2 separate regions of the Bos taurus genome follow, and region 2 is linked to region 1. A link is a contact called in public Hi-C data. All regions are on one chromosome and are shown on one strand. The core of a region is the stretch at or near the end of the contact, and the rest is flanking DNA. Distances in the headings are between cores, read along the strand shown.

Evidence for each region. A called contact is a pair of places that touch in the nucleus more often than the background predicts.
Region 2: a Hi-C map of skeletal muscle shows a contact between it and region 1, with 2.9 times the contacts expected there. The contact joins two enhancer-like sites. A contact is called at or near these places in 2 of 11 Hi-C or Micro-C datasets (liver and skeletal muscle).

Annotation. Positions count from the first base shown.
Region 1 is chr17:65,319,598-65,327,188 of ARS-UCD2.0, forward strand. No RefSeq gene overlaps it. Among named protein-coding and RNA genes, the nearest start is that of CRYBB2, 16 kb to the left of the region's middle. Within about 2 kb of position 1,489, at least 8 of the 102 cell types and tissues checked have an H3K27ac peak or open chromatin away from gene starts, as enhancers often do. A contact at or near this core is called in skeletal muscle, where this site is marked.
Region 2 is chr17:65,484,963-65,491,834 of ARS-UCD2.0, forward strand. It overlaps GRK3 (G protein-coupled receptor kinase 3), which reads left to right. Exons shown (of 21, transcript NM_174500.2): 13 at 669-776. Among named protein-coding and RNA genes, the nearest start is that of MYO18B, 26 kb to the right of the region's middle. Within about 2 kb of position 4,044, at least 17 of the 102 cell types and tissues checked have an H3K27ac peak or open chromatin away from gene starts, as enhancers often do. A contact at or near this core is called in skeletal muscle, where this site is marked.

The sequences.
Region 1 (7,591 bases), core at 239-2,738:
CCTAATTGTTCATTTTTGATCTCTTTTTCCCCCGCTTTGGATCACTGTTGTCCTGGAGTAATTTATTGAGAAGTCCATTTTCCCCTCACTGTGGCACAAAGCTGCCTCTCTGTTCCGTAGTAAATCGTCACATATACAGGGGATGTGTTTATGGGCTCTTTTTCTCCTGTTCCTATTCTGTTTGTGCATCTCTGTTCTTACGGTGTTATGTTAATAGCCATTGCTGTGTAATAAATCTTGCAGTGTGCATGTGCATATGTGTGCGTGCGTGCTCAGTTCTGTCCTACCCTTTGCCCTAAATCATCCTTCTTCTTCAAGGACATTTTAGATAAGCCTGCCCCTTTATATCTCCATATAAAATAATTTCCTCAAATCTAGAAAAATGGGAAACCCTATTGAATGAGCTAAAGAGATTAATTACCATGAAGGTGGGAACTAATAAATGTTGCCGGCTTCGATTTGTTCATTCGGTCTTCACCCAACAGTCACCGAGTACCTGTTTTGTTCCCGGAATGGGCAGAGTAGGGGCTACAAAGGCAGGCGGGCACAGCCCCTGCCGCAGACAGGTTCCTCTCCCGGGGGATGGAAGTAGCTGGTGGTGGTTATGGTGTGAATCATGGTGGTGATTATGAGTTGAATTGTTTTCCTCCCTCAAAGTTCATATGTTGAAGCCTTAACCCCTGATACCTCAGAATGAGACTTTATTTGGAAATAGGATCTTAGCCACTGGGCCACAGGTCTCTCTTGGGACCTGTATTTATTTTTGCTGGTGCCTCTGCTTCTTTCTCCATCTTTGTCTTTTAACTCTCTGTTTTTTTCCTTTTTTCCCTTTATCTCTGTCTCCCCATTCAATCCCTGTCTTTCCCTTCATCCTCCTCCCCCTCTTCGTCCGTCTGTCACAGGGGGGCTGTGCGCTGTCCCTCACCCTCCCCCTCCTTCCGCGTGGACCTCTCCCTTTATCCTCTCAGAGCCCCACGCGGCTTCTCCTTTCCGGCCTCCAGGCGACACTTCCCCTTTCAGCCACAAGGTGGCAACAGAGCATCGTCCTCAGGGCTGCCCCCCACCCCACCCCACCCCGAGCTCTGATTGGAAACAGTGTGCAGGGCAGCTACAGGTTGTTACAGGTCAGGTGGGTGGTTCCTGTTTTACAGAGGAGTAACTGAGTGTCGCAGCGGAGGGAATGACTTGCCCAAGGCCACTTTTAAAAGCAAGAGAAAGTGAAAAAGCTGGTGTCGGAACCCAGGACTCTGGCTGCCTTTGAACCTCCATGCTCCGAACCCCTCACCAGCCATTCTGAGGGACCCTTTTCTGACTGCCCGTGGTCACTGTGCAGCCCTGCAGCCATTCCTGTCTCTCTCTGGTGTTGGGCTGGTGGGAGGTCGGGGGTGCCCATGGAAGCTTCCAGTCCTGGAGATGCTAAGGGGAGGAGCGCCCTGACTCCTGCTTTAAAAATAAGGAGCCTAAAATAGCCCTTCCCATGCCTCCTCCTCACTGGGGCCTTTGATGCCAGCTGACGGGGCTGGGCGGCGTTTCACAGGGCTCCTCTGGACAGGCGGTGCCGGGAACCTGGGCTGGAGGTCAGGCCCACCTCAGAGCCGCAGCAATGTCCTCCTAAAAGCAAACGTTTGGTCCCGTAGGGAAGAGGGGAGTTGATGGGCTTCGGACTTGGGCATCAGGAAGCTTTGGCAGAGCTGCCCTGAGGAGATGCTAGAAACGAAACAGGTATGTGATGTCCCAGGGTTGGTCTCCTGAATTTCCATCACCCTTTGACCTCTTGAATTTCTGTTAAATGCAACCCACTCCAGTGTTCTTGCCTGGAGAATCCCAGGGACGGGGGAACCTGGTGGCTGCCGTCTATGGGGTCGCACAGAGTCGGACACGACTGAAGTGACTTAGCAGCAGCAGCAGCAGCACCCACTACTCACTAATTCCCGGATCCAAGCGCATCCTCTCCTGTTCACATAATCCCAACAGCCTCCTCACAGGTCCCTCTGCGTTCCTTCTGCCCGGTCAGCCCCATCTCTACACAGCAGAGGGAATCCACTCAAAAATGCAGCCCCAATTGTGACATTCTCCTGCTTAAACCTGCCATGGGCCCCTGTCGCCCTCCAGATAAAGACCCTAATCATGACTCACAAAAGCGCTGAGAGCTAGTCTGGTGGTTTTTTTTTTTTTTAATTAAAAAAATTATTTATTTTTGGCTGCGCTGGGTTTTGTTGCCCTGCGTGGGCTTTCTGTCCTTGTAGTGAGCAGGGATTACTGTTTGTTATGGTGTACGGGCTTCTTACCGCAGTGGCTTCTCTTGTTGAGGAGCCCAGGCCCAAGAGGTGGGCTTCAGTAGCTGTGGCTCACACGCTTAATTGCTCCATGGCCTGTGGGATCTTCCCAGGCCAGGGATCGAACCCATGTCCCCTGCTTTGGCAGGCAGATTCTTATTCTCTGTGCTGCTGGGAAAGTCCCTCATCTGTCTAACGAAGGCCTAAGCACGGTGTGGTTTTACCTTTCTTTTATTCCTTACTTCATTTCATTCCATCTTAGACTGAAGTCTCCCCTAAGAGCAGGGAGGAGGTCGGATTTGCATTCTATATTCAAGAGCCCGCACACAGTTGAGGCTTGATAAATATTGAATGCATGAAGGAAGGAGGAAGGAATGAATGGGTGGCCCAGCCCAGAGATCAGGTGTGGCCAAGAAGACAACCTCCTTAAAACTGGTCATGTCCAGGTGAAGACTGGCAGTCTGGGAAGGTCAAGCAGCGGGGTGCAAAGCTCGTCTTGCTCCCTGAGCTGGGAAGGATCCCTCCTTCCCCTCCTCCTTGAAGTGGTGACCATCCCCCACGAGTCCTTCCAGAGCACAGACTCCAGAACCCATCAGAGGGTGAGATCGAGCCCTGCCTCTTCACAGCTCTGTGGCCTTAACGTTCTTATCTGAAAACAGAGTGCATGTGACTTGTTCAGCGACAGGTCCTCTGAAGCAAAGAGTTCAGATTCAGAGCCCAGTGTCTAGCTGCTCAGGAACAAAGGTGTTTGTCTCTTTTAAACTTCCGGTTCTAGAGCAGCAGTCCCTAACCTTTCTGGCACCAGGGACTGGTTTCATGGAATACAGTTTTTCCATTGACTGGGCGGGGGGTGGTTTCAGGATGATTCAAGTGCATTACATTTATCGTTCTTTATTTGTGTTATGGTTACAGCAGCTCCCCCTCAGATCATCAGGGACCCTGGAGACTGGGGACCCGCCCTCTAGAGAGGATAAAAAAAATACTCAACCATTGCCTTCAGTCTAGGGCAGGCCTCTGAACCTTAGCTCTCCTGATGTGGGTCCTGGGACCGACTGGGGCCTTCTCAGGTGGCTCTGTCGTAATGAATCTGCTTGCCAATGCAGAAGATGCAGGTTCAATCCCTGGGTTGGGAAGATCTCCTGGAGTAGGAAACGGTACCTCATTCTGGTATTCTTGCCTGGAAAATTCCATTGTTAGAGGAGTGCGATGGGCCAGAGTCTGGGGGCCACAAGGAGTCGGACAAGACTGAGCGGCTGAGCGTGGGCCCGTCCTGTGCGTTACAAGTTGTTTGCTGCGCTGCTGGCCTCTGTCCAGTAGACGTCAGTAACACCCTCGAGTTGTGACTCCAAACAGCCAACCATCTCCTGGGGTGCAGACCCCCACGCTGAGAACTAGGGATCCTTATCCTGGGGCATGGGCAAGTTTATTTTTAAAGAGGACAGTGGGTGAGGTCATAGAGGATGGGATTTCAGGCCAGGGTGCAGACAGGGAGGGCAGCAGTTAGGATAAACTATGCACAGTAGGGAGCCGGCAGCAGCTCCCACCCCAGTGCTCTTGCCTGGAAAACCCCACGGACGGAGGAGCCTGGTGGGCTGCAGTCCAGGGGGTCGCACAGGGTCAGACACGACTGAGCGACTTAGCAGCAGCAGGAGCATGCACAATAGGTGTTTTCTCCTTGCCGTGTATGAGATAAATTCAGATAAACTGTCAGAGCTGCAAGTGGGGGGTGGGGGCAGCAAGTCTGCCACGTCACAGATGGGAAAACTGAGGTCTGGAGGCAGGGGCTTTGCTACTGGCAAGCAGAAAGCCTTGGGTGTCTAAAATATGTACGCAAAAATGTCTTGGCATTTCATATGTACATAGATATATATCTGACATATATTGTACATAGCAACTCTATTAAAAACAGATATGGAGTCATAAACAGGAAAAGAATTTTAGAGTTTTATTTTTTAATGTGTACCGTGTGTGGGCACCTGTGTCCGCGTGCACACGCACACACACCTCAACCTTCTTGCATCTTTCTGGTGATTCTGGGAAGAGGCAGTGGAAGGAATCTGGGGTGTGTTTGCTGCCTACCATCTTTTGGTCTTGAAGCCTTGCGGGGAGGAGAGTAGAGAGGGCAAGAGGTACAGATGAAACAGAGGGAGATCTGAGGCCTAAATGAGAGGACAGGGCCATTGCGTCCTTTTGTTTTATCCAAACAAAAGGTGACTGTGATCTGGTTTTGAATGAAAAGGGCTGAAGTTTACCTTCGGTTTTACAAGTGAGTTGTGAACAGACACTCAACCATGACAAGAGGGGAGGAGGGAGTTGACCGTCTTCCAAGGTTTTGGAGGCAGCCCTTCAGACTTCCCCTAGATGGCCCTTGGAGGGCCCTGAGGGGCTCTGAGCAAGGGAGTGGCTTGGTCCTCGATTGGCAGTAGAGAGCACTTCTCTGGCTGGTGTGAAGCTGGGGAAAACGGAGAGACTGGACCGACAAGAGAGGGCAGCTGCCTGCCTTGTTGGGGTGGGGTGAAGGATGGAGGGAAACATCAGTGCACCCACTCCCTGTGAGGGGCCCTTAGGCATTCTCCCATCTGCTTGCAGTGTTCCATGTGGTCCAGGGCCGTTAAACTTTTCAAAGCACATTTGTTTGTTTCTTCTGACATTTTAAAATAAGAAATAAAATGTTATTAATACGGTACAGTGGGCTTCCCTGGTGGCTCAGTCAATAAAGAGTCTGCCTACGATGCAGGAGACGTGGGTTCAATCCCTGGGTGGCGAAGATCCCCTGGAGAAGGAAATGGCAACCCACTCCAGTATTCTTGCCTGGAAAATTCCATGGACAGAGGAGCTTGATGCACTACGTAGGTCCTTGGAACTGCAAAGAGCTGGACACGACTGAGTGACTGACCACGCACACGATATGGTGCAGCAGTGTCCTCCTGAGTCCGTCTCCTTCCTGCTTTTGCCTTAAGGTGACCACTGTATCCTGATTTATTTTTTGACTTTTACTCCCCATGGGACTATTCATACACTATGCTTAGTCTAGTTTCCAGACTTGATATAAACATTATATTCAGTGTATGCTTTCATGACTTAAACTCGCCTCTCAATATCATGCTTCTGGGACTTATTCACGATGTTAACAGGTAGCAGGTTTATACCATGCTTCTTAACAGGTAGGGAATGTGCTGTGGTACAGACATAATACAAGTCACTCATCCCATCCAGTATTGATGGGTATCGATCTATGTTCTTCTGATCTGGTTTACTATAAACTAAGCTGCATTAACCTCTCTTGGAGTGGCCCTATGACTCTTTGTGCTGAGAGCAAGAACACTGCAACTGAGCCTAAATAACCCTCATTTCCTTATTCATAAAAATAGGCATAATAGCAGTACCTACCTTACAGGGGTGTTGTGAATGATTGATATATTAATTAATGTGAATTAATAATTGGTGAAGCTCTTGGAGCAGGGTAGTGTCATGTAAGTGTTTGAAATTTCATGCTGTTGTAAACTGAGCTTAGGACAAAGTGTGCATGGAGTTATGTAACAGCTTCCTCCTCCAGGCTGTGTGGCTTTAGACAAGTCAGTCAACTTCTCTGGGTCTCTCCTCTCTCATCCATAAAACGAGGTGTCATAAAGATTGCATGAGATGATGCACGCTCTATAATAGACAACTCAGCAAAGATCCGCTTTTGTTTTCATCACTTCCGTTTTGTCACCCTCACAAGGTTGTTTGGGCACGTGTTATTTTCCTTTTGGACAGACAAAGAGACTGAGGCTCAGAGAGGTAGAGAATCTTTCTGTAGATCGCACAGCATGTCAGAATGAATGGACGTTCTTCAGGCAGCGCCCCTGCGTTGGCTCCCTGTGGCTGTTATTGTAGATCTCCAGGGCCCTCCTGCCTCCTCCTGAGATCCCTGGATGCCCCTCTCCGCCTTCCCTCACTCACCCCCAGCCTAGACCTGTAGCTTGGCCACCCTCTGTGTTCTTGCCGCACAGTGGAACTGATATAAAGAGTCCTCCACGTGGCCTCTCAGAAACGCCACCTGACGCTCCTGTATCATGGCAACCACAGAACCAAAACAAGCTCTTCAGAAAAGATCATAAAGGAAGGGGAGGTTGAAAGCCTCCCCCTGCTCCCCCAGAAGGCCACCCCTCTGTGATTCCCACCGCTGGGCTTTCATCTTGCAGAGTTGACCTGGTTTGCGTTGCGTCTTCACAGTTAAAGGAATTTCCCCCTCAAATTGTTTCCCTCTAGCTGCCTGGGGCTGGGAGCCAAGAAGTGGGGTTTAAAATATACAAAAGGAAACGGAGCGCAGAGGAGAAAATCCATTAGAGAGTGGGTGCCCGGGGGCGGCAGAGCAGAGTGGGCACTGTGCCGTGGCTGGGCCGGACTTCTGTCTTGGGGGCCCCTGCCCCTGCTCGGCAGAGCCCTTCAGCGTCTGCCTCCAATGTCAGTGTCCTGACTGCGCACAGGCAAATCTAGCCCTTCATTCACAGGCGGAGAAGCCACTGTTACGGACAGTAATCGTTAGCTGACTGTTGTTTCTACTGAAGTATAGTTGGCTCACAGTTAGCTTCAGGTATACTCAAAGTGACTCAGTCTTTCATATTTATGTGTGTGTGTATGTGTGTGTGTATATATATATATGTGTGTGTGTTCTTTTTTGAATATTTTTCTGTTGTAGGTTATTACAAAATTTTGAGTATAGTTCTCTGTGCTATACAGTGGGTCCTTGTTGGTTATCTATTTCATATATAGTAGTATGTATATGTTAACCCTCAAAACTCCTCATTTGTCCCTCCCTACTCTTTCCCTTTGGTAACCATAGGTTTGTTCTTTTTATGTCTGTGGTTCTGATTTGTATATAAGTTCATTTGTCTCGGGTTTTTAAGATCGCACATATAAGTGATACCATAGGATATCCGTCTTTCTCTGAGCTCACTTAGTGTGATGGTCTCTAGGTCCATCCGTATTGCTGCAGATGCATTATTTCATTCTTCTCATGGCTGAGTAGTATCCCATTGCTTATCTGTACCACCTCTTCTTTATCCGTTCCTCTGTTGATAGACATTTAGGCTTTCACATCTTGGCTGTTGTGAATAATGCTGCTGTGAACATTGGGCTGCGTGTATCCTTCACATCACACCAGTCAGAATGGCCATCAACAAAAAGTCTACGCATAATAAATGCTAGACAGTGTAGAGAGAAGGGGCCCCTCCTATACTGCTGGTGGGAATGTAAATTGGTGCAGCCACTATGGAGAACAGTATGAAGGTTCCTTAAAAAACAAAAAATACCGTATGATCCTGCAATCCCAC
Region 2 (6,872 bases), core at 2,794-5,293, 170 kb after region 1:
GCTAACCTGTCCTCATTGCTTCCAGATGCAGAGCGCTGCGGTGCGGTCACCTGTCCTCACAGATCACCTGTCCTCACAGATGGGGACAGGCTAACCTGTCCTCATTGCTTCCAGATGCAGAGTGCTGCAGTGCGGTCACCTGTCCTCACAGGAGTGCCCGATCCCATCACTTCACGTCCAGGGTGTTGCAGTTTGGTCACCTGTCCTCACAGATGGGGATGGGCACTAACCTGTCCCCATCGCTTCCAGGTCCGGAACACTGCGGTGTGGTCACCCGTTCATCACCACCTCCCCAGCCACACATGTCTCTACACAAAAGCTCTCCAGTAGGCAGGAGACCCTTGGCTCCCCCTTGCTGTAGTGGGGAAGGCTCACAAGATTCAGATCTCACCTCCCAGACCATGGAGCATGCCCAGAGCATGCACATGGCTCACGTTTATCTCATATGGTAATTTATTAATATTCATTCCTATTTTAATGAAGGAAAGATCGTCTTCCTATTGGGTGTTCGCCAAGCACCCGATGGAAGCGTGATGGAAGCGCCGGTGTCCCCTCCCCCTTGTTGGCCTCGCTGCTGTTTGATGAATGGCGCCCTGGCCTCTGGGCGAGCTGGAATAGTCTGTGAGCGGGAACACGCTGCTGACTGCATGCGCCCTTCTTCTCCCCAGGGGCACCCACGGGTACATGGCGCCCGAAGTTCTGCAGAAGGGGACCGCCTACGACAGCAGTGCCGACTGGTTCTCCCTGGGCTGTATGCTTTTCAAACTTCTGAGAGGGTGAGTGGCATGTGTCCCTTGAGTCCCTCACCGCGGCGTGCCCTTGGGTCAGGATAAGAAATGTTTATGTGTTATTAGGTGCTAGTATCTGTATAGACCACATAGCGATCTTCAAGCCACACAGTGATCCAGGCAATGCTCACAGCTCTTTCTGCCCGTAAAAATGAGTTTCCTTCCCGTAAGCTTTGGGTATTTTTGTCCCACTCCAGGAAGAAATTCCAGCACGTTTAGACGTAAAATAAGACTGTGTTGGACTGTTTCCATTGTTACGCCTTATTTGGGGAATGAATGCTATTTTTAAATATAGATAATTGAAGAGGGTAGGAGAATTTCTTTTCCCTAGAAATGAATTACTCATGATTGTCTTGTGAGCTTAAAGCATTTCTTACACAAGAGGGTGAAGACCCAAAGTGAACCTGTGTTAAAAGTGCGCATTTGTTTGTGAACATGCTGAAATTTGCAGTTTTTAAAAACATAAAGATAAAATTGTGCAATTCTGTGCTTTTCACTTGTGCTATACTTGTCCCTTCGGTGTAAACTGCCAGAGATGATGAAATACAGTGGAAAGAGGATGGAGTGAAAGTGCTCTCGAGATATGTTCTCACATTGAACATTTACAAATTATGTTAACATTCCATTAGTTTTAAGAGTCTTGAGTCAATTTTAATAGAGTGTAAGTGTTTACGATGTGTTTTTGATTATTCTCCATTCATAGAGGTACCACAAAAAAGCAGTTTATATTAAAATTTCCTGGTCAGGATTCTCCCTGTTACATTTCCCCTGTGAACACACAGGCCTGGTAGTTTACTCAACTGGCCACATTTTTCCCGGAAAGCCTTACTGAGCATCACAGCATGTTCTTCTTATATTGGGTTGGCCAAAAAGTTTGTTCATGTTTTTCCATAAGTTGTTATTTAACACAATCTGGAAAGAAGCTGGATTCCCTGTCTTCCCCCCAGACCAGGTTCCAGGCACCGTGGCTGCTTCCCCAGGACTCGGGTAATCTAGTTGTTCTCTGCTCACTGCCTCACTTGGGAACTGAAATTATATTACTGCTCAGAGATTCAGGTCCTGTTGGTTCTTAATTGAATTATTGTGTTTGTGGAGCCTGGAGGGCCTTAATTCATGTAATCAGACTAGCTGACCTAATTAGAGAGTTTCTGCAAAGCAGACCAGAGAAAACCGCTTTCCACCCGAGAAGTTTCCCCGGCCGGCGGGGTCCCTGCGTGCGCGGTGAGCGCATCCAAACACACTGTCTTCACTCAGGTCTCCTCTGGTTGTGGGGGGAGCAGTCAGAGGTCAGAAGCCACAGTTACAGAATCATGAGACAATTTAAAAAAACTGCACAACAGCAGAACTGTTGTGTGTGAACTCAGGATGTGAGAGTCGGTCGTGAAATATGGCAGAGCCTTGGTTTAGGGCTTTGTTTATTGATTTCTGTCTAATGTTGTTGTTTTGTCTATGATAATGTCCACACGTATAGACTAGGGACAGTCTGGCATATATTCCTGTTTTTATAAGATTTAAGGATAGATCTAGTCGTTAATTCTATGCCAACAATGTATTTGTGGCTGAAAAAGTGAATTCCGTCTTCCTTGGTCACGGTTCAGGTCTGTGGGACTGAGTTGGAAGGTGCTACTTCCTCTGTGACGTCCTTGATCAGGTTTGGTTAAAGCATCGCAGTTGATGTGACCCCTGTGGAGGGGAGTCTAGGCCGACAGGAAGACGTCCAGAGGATGGTAGTGGGGATGGGATGGATGGATGACAAGAGATGAGAATGGTGGCAGCTAGAAATGGCGTCTCACGTGGACAGCTTCAGAGAGCTGGGCGCAGTGCTTCTGGTAGTCACACTGAAGCTGCAGCAGGGGCAGTCCTCACGGAGCAAACCAGACGCCGTGCCGGGCCCTCCCCAGCTCTCGTCCTCAACCCCAGGAGCTCCTGGCAACGCTTGGGGACATTTTTGGTGGTGCCAACTAGGGGAGGGGCTCCTTCTGGTATCTGGCAGGTCGAGGCCAGGGGTGCTGCAGAGGACACCCCCACTGCCCCCACGAAGGGTCACGCAGCTGAGGAGGAGGAACTCCACAGCAGACCAGTCTCTTCCCATCCTTCCCGTGTCTGTGCAGTGATGGTGATCAGGGGTCACCAAGGGTCTTTTTGCTTCTGTTTTCTGTGATCAGATACTTCCCGCACTGACCAGTGTGCCCCATCACCTTGGCTGAAACATTTCTCTGCACCTCTCATTCTGTCGTGACGCCCTCGAAGGATTCCACAGGGTGCAAGTAGGAACCTGGATGTGAGGATGCTGTTGAAGCTGGAGAATGTGTTTGAGTCCCTGGACCATGTGTTGGGTGGGGTCACTGTTTCCACTTCAGCTGACTGTCAGATATGGGAGAGCATCCGTGTACAAAGATGTTGCAAATATGTAGAATTGTGGTCACGATCCTCGAGCTAGAGTTTAGTTTAGATATCTGTTAAGAGAAAGAATTGGTGTGACCACAGCCTTGATCTTAAACTTGTCTCCACTGATTGTCAGACACGAGGAGAGAGCCCCGGGGGTGGTCTGGGGAGAGCAGAGCTTTGTGTGAGGTTACTGAGTTTGTTCCTCTCGGGAAAAAAGGAATGTTTATAAATATTTTGGCAGCTGTTGGCTTAGGTTCAAAACTCACATTTGATGTTGCATGCCGTCTTTTCGGTATTCTAAAATTAATTTTTGATGTAAGACTTTTTAATCACTTGTGTTTATAAATGGATTGTTTCTGAGCTCCGGTTTCACTGTGAATATGATGTGTCGTGTGTGTGTCTCTGTATGTTTCCCCATCGTTTGTCATGTCTTGAACGATTTCCCAACTCATCTGGGGGAAATTCGCAGCTCTCACACTCTCTCTTGTAATTCCAAAGCCACATCTGACCACTGCACATGCGAATCCTGTTTCCACAACGTCCTTCGATGCAGCCCGAATGTTGCATGAGGGCTTGGCTGGTGTCGCAAGCTGTTGACAGACCCGTTACCATCTCCTATTTAAAGCGGCTGCGTCTGGGAGCAGCTGTGATCACACAGGATCTGTGGGCCCCACGTGCCTCCCTCAGAATGGAGATCATTACTATCGGAGGTTTTCTTTAACATTTTCCAAAACAGAAATGGAATCTTGGGTTTTGTTCACAAAGAATAATCAAGAAGCCATTGGAAACAGATGCGCATCAGGCCTTGAAAGACCAAACCCTCTCCACACGACACCCCAGAGCCTGAGAGCCGACAAGCATTTCCGATCGTCTCTTATTGAGTCAGACACAGAGAGCTATATTTATCAAACAGGGTTTGTAGCGACCGTGCGCATGTGCTGGGAATGTTTTTGGCACCACTAACTTTAACTCCAGTCCCCTCGCAAAGCCCTCCCTTGGGTCTCATGAAAGAGTTTTTAAATTTAGCACAGAGCATCCCTGTCAGAACATAGCCGTCCTTCTCTGCAAGTGTGGGGCACAGCCCTCTGCTTCCGGCATCGCACAAGGGTCAAGAGCAGCTTTTCACGCAGGAGCCAGAGCAGGAGGATTTGCCAAACAGGGGAGACCTTCCCACATCCTCTTTTACATGTGAAGGCACTCCCCTGGGGAGTGGCAACGGTCGTGTCATGCAGACGGACTGAGGGCTTAGTAAGCACTGCTGTCTGTATTCCTTTTCTCTTGAACCATGAACATGTTCACATCTCTGTGTGTTTTGCATACAAGAGTGATACAAGCCAGAGCTTACCTGATGGTCCAGGGGTTAAGAATTTGGCTGCAGGGGACACACGTTCAATCCCTGGTCAAGGAACTAAGATCCACATGCACCGCGGCAACTAAGCCCACGCATTTAGAGCCCGTGCTCCACAGCAAGAGAAGCCGCTGCGGAGAGAAGCCCGCGCACCGCGATGAAGACAGTGGCCCCGCCCGTCACAAGTGGAGAGTGGCCCCGCCCATCACAAGTGGAGAGCGGGCCCCCGCTCACCGCAACTGGAGAAAGCCGCTCAGTGAGAAGCCCACGCACTGCAATGAAGAGAGTGGCCCCCGCTCGTCGAGACTAGAGTGGCCCCGGCTCACCGCAACTGGAGAAAGTCCACCCAGCAGCAAAGGCCCAGCACTGCCAAAAATAAATCTGAAAAAGAAAGTGATACAAGTCAAGTTTTCAGAAATTATAATGTCTCATAAATAACATTATTTGTTATTCTATCCCGTTTGCTTTTTAATTGCAGTAATTTTACATTTTTTTTCTCCTTGGAAACATTTAGGGTGCAAAGAATATTTCCAACCAAAATCTGTTTGAAAAATTAACGCATGTTTACTGATTCACCTTATTTAGATTCCCCCCCCAAATGAAAGCTTTCAAGAGATGGAAATTAATGTGTTTTTCATCGCATAAGAAAGAAAATAAGCGTTACAGTGCCCCCTCTCGTGCAAAATGAAAACTGAAATATTTAAATAATAAATACTCTAAAGTGGAATCATCTCTTCAAGAGATGGTGCGGTGCGTAGTTCACCTAATTCAGAGCAGTAAGTGGATTGCAAGGGTGGGTGCAGTTTTAATTAGTTTTTTTTTCTAAATCACACTGAGTTATGTATTCAACATCCTATTCTGTTTTATAGAACTCTTTTGTAATATCTTGCCTCAGCTTATGGTTTATATGCCTTATAAATAAACCTATGAAAGTGAAAAGTCAAAGTGTTAGTTGCCCAGGCGTATCTGATTCTTCACAACCCTGTGGACTGTAGCCCAGCAGACTCCTCTGTCCATGGAATTCTCCAGGCAAGAATGCTGCCATTCTCTTCCTCAGGAGATCTTCCCAACCCAGGGTTAGAACCAGGGTCTCCTGCACTGCAGGCAGATTCTTTACTGTCTGAGCCTCCAGGGAAGGCCCAAATAAATCCGTAGGACTGGTCGTTTAACAGGCATGTCTTTACCACCAGGAAACCCTATCGCGTATGTCCCTTCTTTAATTTTCAAGTAAGTGAATAAGGCCACGGTTTCCTAGTTTGTACGTTTACTGGTCTCTTTTAATGCTCGGAGCATCTTTGTTTTAAAAAATATTTTATTGAAGCATCGTTGATTTATAGTGTTGTGCTAATTTCTACTGTACAGCAAAGTGATTCAGTTTTACGTGTGTTTTTCCTGCTCTTTTCCATTATGGTTTGTCGTGGGATATTGGTTGTTCCTGTGCTGTGCAGCGGGACCTTGTTCACCCATTCTGTACACAGGAGTTTGCAGCTGTTAATGCCAGGCTCCCAGTCCTCCCCTCTCCCCAGCCCCTCCGCCTTGGCAACGGCCGGTCTGTTCTCTAGGTCTGTGAGCTGGTGTCTGTGTCGTAGATAAGTTCATTTGTGCGTATTTCAGAGTCCGTGTATAAGCAATATCTAAGATTAACTTTAGCTTCAGCACTTTAAAAACACAATCAAGAGTGAGAATAGTGTCTTTACAAGGAGACGTTTATTTTGTAAAGTTAGATTCATTGGTCACATATGCCTATCGGTTGCCCGCCGTGTCCTCCGTTGTCTCAGCCGCTGGTGTACGCATTATTTTAGTCGTTCCTTTCACCGTTCTGGTGATGCTTGTGGCGTTATGCCACGCACAGATGAAGAGACTGAGACGAGGTTTCCATGAATGACTTGCAGCCAATAGCCAAGTCACAGCGTGAGCCCGGGGTTTCTGACTCTTAGATCTGGAGCCGTTTGTAAGTTAGAACATGAGTGAGCAGTTCTCAGAACCCTGGAGGGTCTGGGAGCACAGGGTTGGTTTGTATCTCTTATCACCAAAGGAATGAATTTCTTAAAATTACTGGGTTCTGGGGCAGGAAAGTGTCTTCATTTTGTATTTTGGTTCAATGGCAGCTCTTTCCATTGTTTGAGGGACTCATCCATTTTTTCTAAAAAAAACTGTATGAACGTTACTATTATCTCAAACACTGATGTGACAGATGTCATGTGTATGACTTTCATTTTCATAAAAACCTGTTGGCTGATTTTTTTTCCAAGTGATATTTTAAATTGTCATTTGGAATGTATTTGCTAAAGTTTATTCTGGTAGCATGACTTCATTGACGTGAGTATCAAGAGTTCAAGTAAACATCA